Regions from separate parts of the Oryctolagus cuniculus genome. Here region 1 is linked to region 2. The links are chromatin contacts, called in public Micro-C maps. All regions are on one chromosome and are shown on one strand. The core of a region is the stretch at or near the end of the contact, and the rest is flanking DNA. Distances in the headings are between cores, read along the strand shown. Region 1 holds the start of TMEM59 (transmembrane protein 59). Region 2 holds the start of SSBP3 (single stranded DNA binding protein 3).

Region 1 (4,074 bases), core at 655-3,154, 320 kb before region 2:
GACTGCTCTGTGTCCCCGGATGGACTGCTCTATGTCTTCCTCTCTCTGTAACTCTGCCTCTCAAATAAATAAATCTTTTTTTTCCCAAAAAGAAAACAACAGATATTATAAAAAGTATCAAAAGATTCCAGGAATGTATAGCCTTTCAAATAATTTCGTTGTTCTCCCAGCATTCTGGTTCATATTACAAATTTGCTAGGAAAAACATCTTAAAAAAGGAAACACGTTAGAACAATACAAAATAAAGTCTCAGCCCAATTCTAGATCAAATCAATATTAATAAGTTTCCTCATACAATCCTCTTAATGATGTTAAGTTTATCAAAGAAAGGGGCAATATTCAATCTGGAAGTTACAACTTCTTATTTTGATTGACATAATGATTTAGGATAATCCCCCCACTCTTTTTCCTTGAAGGTAGATATAAGCCTCAGGCAATGAGAAAACTGGCAATAAGTACAGCACGGGAAGTGACAGCACTGAGCACTTTTCATTTGGAGGACCTGAAAGCACTTGCCACCACGCAACATCCTCAACTTCACTTTGTAGTTTGAGGGCAGAGAGGCCAGCCACAATGGGTAAGCAAACAACTTACAGAAGACGAAGGCACAAGGAGGAAAAAACCCAGCAACACCCGCAAAAGCTTTTATAACCCACAGCGTGCATGTGTATATGTGTGTGTGTGTGTGTGTGTGTGAGAGAGAGAGAGAGAGAGAGAGAGAGAGGAGGAGAAAAAAAAAACAAAACCAAGAACACCAGCAAAAGCTTTTATAACCCACAGAGAGAGAGTGTGTGTGTGTGTGTGTGTGTGTGTCAGGGACAAGAAGAAAAAAACCCAGCAACATCAGCAGAAGCTTTTATAACCCGTAGGGTGTGTGCACCCAAATTATATATGGCGAAGGTGTGGGGAGAGACACCAAGCAATTTAAAATCTTGAGTAAACACTGTTCTTAAGAAGCTGAAAGAGCGCCTGGAGGAGGGGGAGTGGAATTGTAAGAGGCAGCAGCCCGGGCCGGGGGCGACCCCGTCACCCCCTCTCCGAGCTGGGAAGCCCTAGGAAGGCGGCCTCCCGTCGGCCTCCAGGGGTTCCCCGCCAGCCGCACAGAGCGCCAAGTTTCTGCGTCCCCCCGGGCGCGGCGTCTCCCGCACACAGCAAGTGCACAACGGGAGAGCCCTACGACGCGCCGCTGAGCCCGGGGGCGGCTACGTGGAATGCCTCCCCCGGCCTGGCGCAGCAACGCAGCGGCTACGCGCCTGCCTCCCGCCCGCGAGGACCCGGCGGGCTCCCACGCGAACGCGACCCGGTCTGTCCCATCTTTGTGTCCCCCCAGCCTGGTGCAGCACAAACTTCCGGTGATTCCGGCAGGGACGGGGTGCAGGCAGGCTTAGGGAGGGAGGCAGAAGCCACCCCGGCGGGAGGCAGCGGTTATAACAGGGGCGCGCTCAACCGCCAGAGTCCCAGAGCCCACGCAGGGGTGGGGGAGCCAGGAAGGGTCGTAGCCCGGTTCGGACCGGCCCTACCTTGGGGTAGGTGTGCAGTGGGTAGGTCAACTGACAGGCCCGGTGGCAAGACGCCGTGTCGCCCAAAACCGAGTCAAACGCCTCAGCCGAAGCGGTGCCCGAGCCCCCGGCCAGGGCCATCGTGAGCAGCAGCAGCGACGGGAGCCCCCGTTGGGCCCTGACCCAGAGGGTCCCCTTCGGCGCCGCCATTTTGTCCCCCTCTGTCACGGCAGCTCGGCTTGTTGCTGTTTTCTTTTCAGGGTTTCCTCCTCCTTCCGGGGCCGGCCCCCTTCCCCGCCCCGCCGCCCGCTGCTTCCGCTTCCGCCTCCGCCGGAGCCGCAGCCTCTTGCTCCCCCTCGGTGTCCACGAACTCGTAGGCAGGAGTGCGGAGGCGGCGACAACCATCGCGAGTGTTAGCGCGGCCGGCGCGCCTTCTGGGGCAGGCTGGGGCGGGTAGTTCTCGGCGGCGGCGCGCGCTCTCGGGAAACCACGGCCGCGCGCTCCCTTCGCAGTGCATGCCGGGGCGGGAGCCGGCGGGGTCCCCGAGCGCGCCGTCCCGGGAGCCGCTTCTGTGGACCCGTGGTCGGGGCGAGGGGCATCGGTTCGGTTCCAGCGTTCGGACCCAGCCTTGGGGGCCCAGAGGGTGCGCTCTGAGGAGGCCCTGCTGCTGTTGCTGCTGCAAAGGCTGTTCTCCCTGGTGGGTCTCCTGTCACACCCGTGTCGGGTGCCCGTTTGGTCTCGCTCGAGGGTCCAGAGCGTGACCGTCGTGGTTAGCGTCCTGGGAGCGCCGGGCAGGTGCTCCTGGGGATGGTCCCTGCTGAGGAGCGGTAGTCTTTAGTGCTGGTTGTCAAGGCAATCCTTGGGCCCGCGGCTGTGATGGGCGGTGGTGAGGCGGGCTTCGCTGAGCCCAGTGGATCCCTAACCGGCCCAGTCCTGGTCGGAAGAGGGTTTCGAAGTCTGCAGGCTGAGCGCCCGGCGCGATGTCGGACCGCCCTCCATGGTGTGCACCCCTGGAAGCCAGGAACTCCCCCCCCCCCCCCCAGCTCAGGAAGTAGACCGATCACTGTGCCCAGGTTGATTTCTCGGCACGAGCTTGCTTTTCCAGGAGCAGCCTTCCTGGCAGTCCCACCCAAGGGCTCCCGTAATCCAGAAGTGCTCCCCAAGACCCCAGCCGTGTCGCTCTGGGGAACACACATCCCAGCAGTCTCGGGGAAGCTTTAGCATCTCTCTCTCTCTCTCTCTCTCTCTCGCAGAACACGCTGCAAGCACGTGAAGGTAGTGGAAGTCCCCTGGCCATGGATAAATTCGTCATTCGAACGCCCAGAGTCCAGAGTAGCCCTCGGAAGAAAGATGCTGGAAGGAAGACTTACAGGCAGGCCACGATTGAATCTCTGAAGGTGAGAGGGGTGTGGGACTGTGTAGCAGGGAGGCTTCGAGGGGTTCTCTTATGGACTGTTTCAAGCTGTAACCACTCCCCAGAGTGTACCAGCCCGCTCTGTAGTTTCCCTCCAACCCCATACAGACTTCCGGGTATCACTTCCTGTGCCTCTTAAGGCTCTTCTAATTGCTGGACTTGATGCTATGCTCGCCAGCTGGTAGGACAAGCTCCCTTAGTTATTTTGAAAAATTCTCTTTTCTGTTAGGAATGTTAGAGTACCTACCAAATAGGATTCTCTATGCCCTATAGAAGCTCAGTCAGGCGTGAGAGGGGGTGCCCAACCACACTCATCTTACTGGTGAGGATGGATCACATGGCCTCCACAGCCACAGCTGAGACTGGGAAAGAGACTTAATGGATCCTTGCCTACCTCAAATTCAATTCTGATTTGTGTTAGCAAGGAAGAAACAAAGAATACATTCAATAAGTCAATGAAGGTAGGTACTGATAAGTGGTCATTATTTTTAAAACAAGCAGAGCTTATCATTAGTTCATTATGTCATCTTGAACCTCTCTGCCTACATTTCTGACTTTTTCTTTTCAATTTCCTTTATTGGTTCCTCTTTTTCCATTAGATTCTGAATGTTTATGTCCCCAGAGCTGTGTATTGCTTTTATGTTTGGTCAGAGTGACCTCACCCATTTCAAGGCTTTCTATGCTGATGACTTTTTTTTTTTCTTTTTTGACAGGCAGAGTGGACAGTGAGAGAGAGAGACAGAGAGAAAGGTCTTCCTTTACCGTTGGTTCACCCTCCAATGGCCGCAGCGGCCGGTGCGCTGCGGCCGGCGCACCGCGCTGATCCGATGGCAGGAGCCAGGTACTTATCCTGGTCTCCCATGGGGTACAGGGCCCAAGTACTTGGGCCATCTTCCACTGCCTTCCTGGGCCACAACAGAGAGCTGGCCTGGAAGAGGGGCAACCGGGACAGAATCCGGCGCCCCGGCCGGGACTAGAACCCGGTGTGCCGGTGCCGCAAGGCGGAGGATTAGCCTAGTGAGCTGTGGCGTCGGCCGTCTGATGACTTTCACATCTGCATCTCCAGCCTAAATCTCTGTAAAGAGAAGGTGGGGATCTTGGACTAGAGAAGATGGGCTGTGATAACAAGGCAGTGTGATGGCCCACAAGCCTGCCAGAACC
Region 2 (3,893 bases), core at 313-2,812:
GCTTCTGCCCATTCTGCTTAGCAGCCCTGGTCTGAGGGTCCAGTGCTGCCTAGCTCCGGGCAAAGCAGGGGGGGGGGGGCAAGGAGCAGAGGGGCCTCCCCTCTTTGTTCCCTTGGACTCATGGCTCAGAACAAAACACACACACTCACACAACTATCACACAAACTTACCACCACCACGAGTGCAAAAACCCCGGCGGTTCTCCCAAAGTGATGTTTTTTTCCCATCGAATCTGCAAAGCAGAGAGCAGAGGCAGCTTAGAGAAGCCAAGAGCATGGGGCCGGGCCAAAAGGCTGTGAAGACCAACTAACAATAAATGCCAAAAGGTGATAAAAATTCAAAATGGTGGCCACAGTGGCAGCTCCCGAAAACAAAGGCTCCAGGAGAGTGGGGAGGGGGGGTGTCAGGAAATTGGGCGCTGGGGGGGGAGCCCCACTCACCTCCGATAAGAAGGTCTGTGCAGACTTCTGTGCTCCGACGTGCAGCAAATACTCGTAGACGTATAAAGCTAACCTGCAGAGCCGGCAGAGGCAGAGAGAGACGGAAGGCGTCAGACCACACCGGGCGCTGGCTCCCAGCCCCGCCAGCCCCGTCCCATTGTGGGCCCCGACCGCAGGCCGGGCTGCAGGGTGCCCACGGCTCGCGGTGGCTACCCAGGGACGCGTCCACTCCAGTCGTGGAGCCGCCAAGCAGCCCCCAACCTGAACTTCCAAGAGGTGTGAGGGCCAGACCCACCTGGGTCTCTCAAAGTCGCGAGCCACCCGACCCCACGGCCGCCGCGCTACCCAAGCTTCGGGGGTCCACGGAGACTCGGCGCGCTCTGGAGAGGGCAGCAAAGCGCCACCCTCGCCACCGCCCCCAAACAACTGTCCCCCGAGCCTGGGGCCAAGCCGGCGCCGCCGTCCCTGCCCAGCCCGGCGCCGAGGCCAAGGACAGGGAAAGGGAAGAGCGCTCCCGGCCGAACAAAGCCCCCGGCACGCACTCCTCACGCCGCGGGCGGACAAAAGGAGCCAGTGGGGCTGCAGAAGCCACGCGCCCCCCTGCCCGCGCCGGGTGGGCAAAGTGCGGCCGCCGCGGCGGGCGCCCGGGCTCTCGCGCGGGACCTCGCCCACCCCTCCACGCGGCCACCAAGTGCCCCCTCCCCGGCGGCTCCCCCGCCGCCCCAGCCTCCGCCGGCTCCCAACAATGGGCGCTCCCACTCCGCCCCGCCGCGGCCTCGGGGAAGGGGCCAGGCAGGAGGCGCGGGGCCCGGGGCCCGGGGCCGGAGGGCGCAGCAGCCCGGCCCCCGCCCGCCCACCTGCCTCGTACCGCCCGCACGCCCGCCCGCCCTCAGCCCGGCGGCGGCACAGCCGCCACTTGCAAAATAGGCTTACTTTTCCCGAGCCTGCCCGTCCGAGGGCACCGCCGAGCCTTTGCCTTTGGCAAACATGGTTTGCAGAGAAGAGGGCGCCGAGCCCCGCCGCCGCCGCCGCCGCCGCTACCGCTCCGGCGCTCCCGAGCTGCCCCACGCTCCCGGCCCCCTCCCCGGCGCTCGCTCACTCGCTCGCGCTCTCCTCGCCGCGCTCCCCTCCCTCCCCCCCAGGCGCTGGCTCCGCGCTCTTTCCAGCTGTCAAAGCGTCAGCCCCGGCCGCGGCCCCATCGCCCTGGAACTCCTCCCGCGCCGGCTCGGCCTCGGGTGCCGCCGCCGCCGCCGCCGCCGCCGCCCGCACGGCTGCCCGCTCGCTCGCCCGCTCGCTCGCTCGCGCGCCCGCCCGGCTCCGCCTGCGCCGCCCTCTGCGCCTCCGGCACCGCTGCTGCCGCCGCCGCTGCCGCTGGTCTACTTGGAGCTCAACCGAACGTGGCTACCCGGGCGAGCGAGCGAGGCGGGCGTCAACGTCCGCGATTGATGGCCGCCCCGGCCAATCGGCGCGCGCGGGGGCGGGCCCGGCAGGGACGCCCCTGTCAGCGCCCGGCCGCGGCAGTCCCCGCTGCCCTGCTCCTGCGGGTGGACCGGGGGGTGGCCGCGGGCGCGAGCCCCTCTTCACTGCGGATTGGGGAGGGGTGGCGACCCGAATCGGGATGGGAGAGCTCCAGGCCCCCAAGAAGACGGGGACCCGACCAGCACTCCCGCGGCGTGGACCGCTGAGGGTGGAGGGGCAGGGGGCGCTGCGGAGGCGTCCGAGGGGAGGGGGCGCAGACCCCCAAGCCGCGCGCGGCTCGCTCCCTCCCGCCACGTCCCCCTGCCTTATCTGCCCCTCTCCTCCCCCGCCGCGGCCCGCGCCAGCCCAGCCCTTATCTCGTCCTCCCCCTCGGCTGCCCGCCGCCTGGGCTCCGACCCCGACCCCCTCCCCAGACTCCGGCCCGGCCCCCGCCCGCCCCGCCCCCGGTCCTCCCTCTCGCCCAGTCTGGCTTCCGAGCGCGGGGCGCGGGGCTGCACGCTGAGAGCTGAGCTGCTGGAGCCGGCGCCGAGGCGCGCGGCTGCTCCTTTACTAGATCATTAAAATACTTTGGAAAACCCCAAAGTGGAGCCGCGCGAAAATGGCCCTCGGCGAGCTTCGGGGAGCCGGAGGGAGGGGATTGGGGACTTAGGCTCAGAGGGGGGGAAGAGTGGTTCCTCCCCCAAATTTCCAAGGCTTGCCAACCCTGGCAAGTTAGCCCCTCGGATTCTCCACGGGAAAAAGGGGGCCATTCGGGGGTGGCGGGGGGCGTCACCTGGGCACCCCACAACGCGAAATGCGCGCCATAGGTACCCGCAAACTTCAGATAAATGGAACTAAATTGGGGAGTCGGGGGGCCGAGAGCCAGGCGTGGGGGGAAGGGAGGCTTCCATTGTCAGTGACCCAGGTGTACAATGGGAAATTTGAGGGGGGGTGCTGGTAGAGTGACCCAGCTATTTGCTGCTGACTCTGTTCCTGTCCACGCTGAAAACACGCTGTGTGCCTCTCATTGGAGACTCTCAAAACCTGAAACCAGCGGAATAAGGGAAGGCTCCCCCATTTTCAGACTGTTTTTAGAGCGCGGTTCTCTTTAAATGTGATAAAACACTGTCGGCACTGTCTCTTTAAAAGAGTCAAGCAGAAAAAGCTGTGTAAGCGCTGATTGGCTGCCTGTTTGGATACATCTTTAGGGGAGCCTTGAAACTGTTAGCCTAGGTTGATTTTTTTTTTTTTAACTGCGCTGTTCCAATAAACAAGTAACGCCCCTCCCCCTAACATGCCTCGCACCAAACAATTAAAGGATAGGTCAGTGTCCTGGGGAAAACACGTTTCAAGTAGGAAAACTCAGAACTAGATTTCAACAAAATAAACAATAATTCCCTACCATTAAAGTTTGCTTATTTTGCTCTGTAGTAGAGAGAAAAGGGGCTTTTAAAAGAAATTCCCGGCAGCAAACGGATCTGCATAGGTTCAGGAAGGAGACTGGCTGCAGTTTTGGAATAATGCTCTCCTCCGTGTAACAGCCTCCCTGAATTAGAACACAGCCAGGCCCTGCGACCAACCAACCGTCTGGGCTCACTCTGCTCTCCAGGGGACCCAGAGCTCAGGGAGAAGGGGCAGAGAACGCACACCCAGAGCGCTAGCCTAGGGGTGTCTGTCAGGCCCTGCTTTAAAGCCTGTTTTGTGAATGGAGGAAGCACGGAGGTTAGAAGGGAATTGAAATACAACGATAGGGGAGAGAAGGAAATAATTACAGTTATTTTTCCCCTAGGCGGTTTGATTTAATAGGGCTAACTTAAGGTACCTTGGAGCCCACACTAATTAAATTGGCTTGCTCCTACCCTTCCCCTGGACTTCCTTCTATTTTTGACGGGCTAGGAATGGCCAGGGATGGCTTGTCAACAGACTGACTCACAGAAGCCTGACTCATCGTGTGTCTGCAAGGCCCACAATGATGAGCATGGGTTAGGTCCTGGC

The links. A called contact is a pair of places that touch in the nucleus more often than the background predicts.
Region 1: a Micro-C map of ear pinna shows a contact between it and region 2, with 3 times the contacts expected there. The contact joins the promoter of TMEM59 here to the promoter of SSBP3 in region 2. A contact is called at or near these places in 2 of 6 Hi-C or Micro-C datasets (ear pinna and skin fibroblasts).

What each region holds. Positions count from the first base shown.
Region 1 is chr7:118,945,519-118,949,592 of mOryCun1.1, reverse strand. TMEM59 (transmembrane protein 59) reads right to left here and starts at 1,904. Exons shown (of 8, transcript XM_008265217.4): 1 at 1,521-1,904. The coding sequence starts at 1,904. TCEANC2 (transcription elongation factor A N-terminal and central domain containing 2) reads left to right here and starts at 1,126. Exons shown (of 6, transcript XR_011390696.1): 1 at 1,126-1,352; 2 at 2,753-2,896.
Region 2 is chr7:118,630,307-118,634,199 of mOryCun1.1, reverse strand. SSBP3 (single stranded DNA binding protein 3) reads right to left here and starts at 1,562. Exons shown (of 16, transcript XM_017346276.3): 1 at 1,374-1,562; 2 at 441-513; 3 at 171-232. The coding sequence starts at 1,429.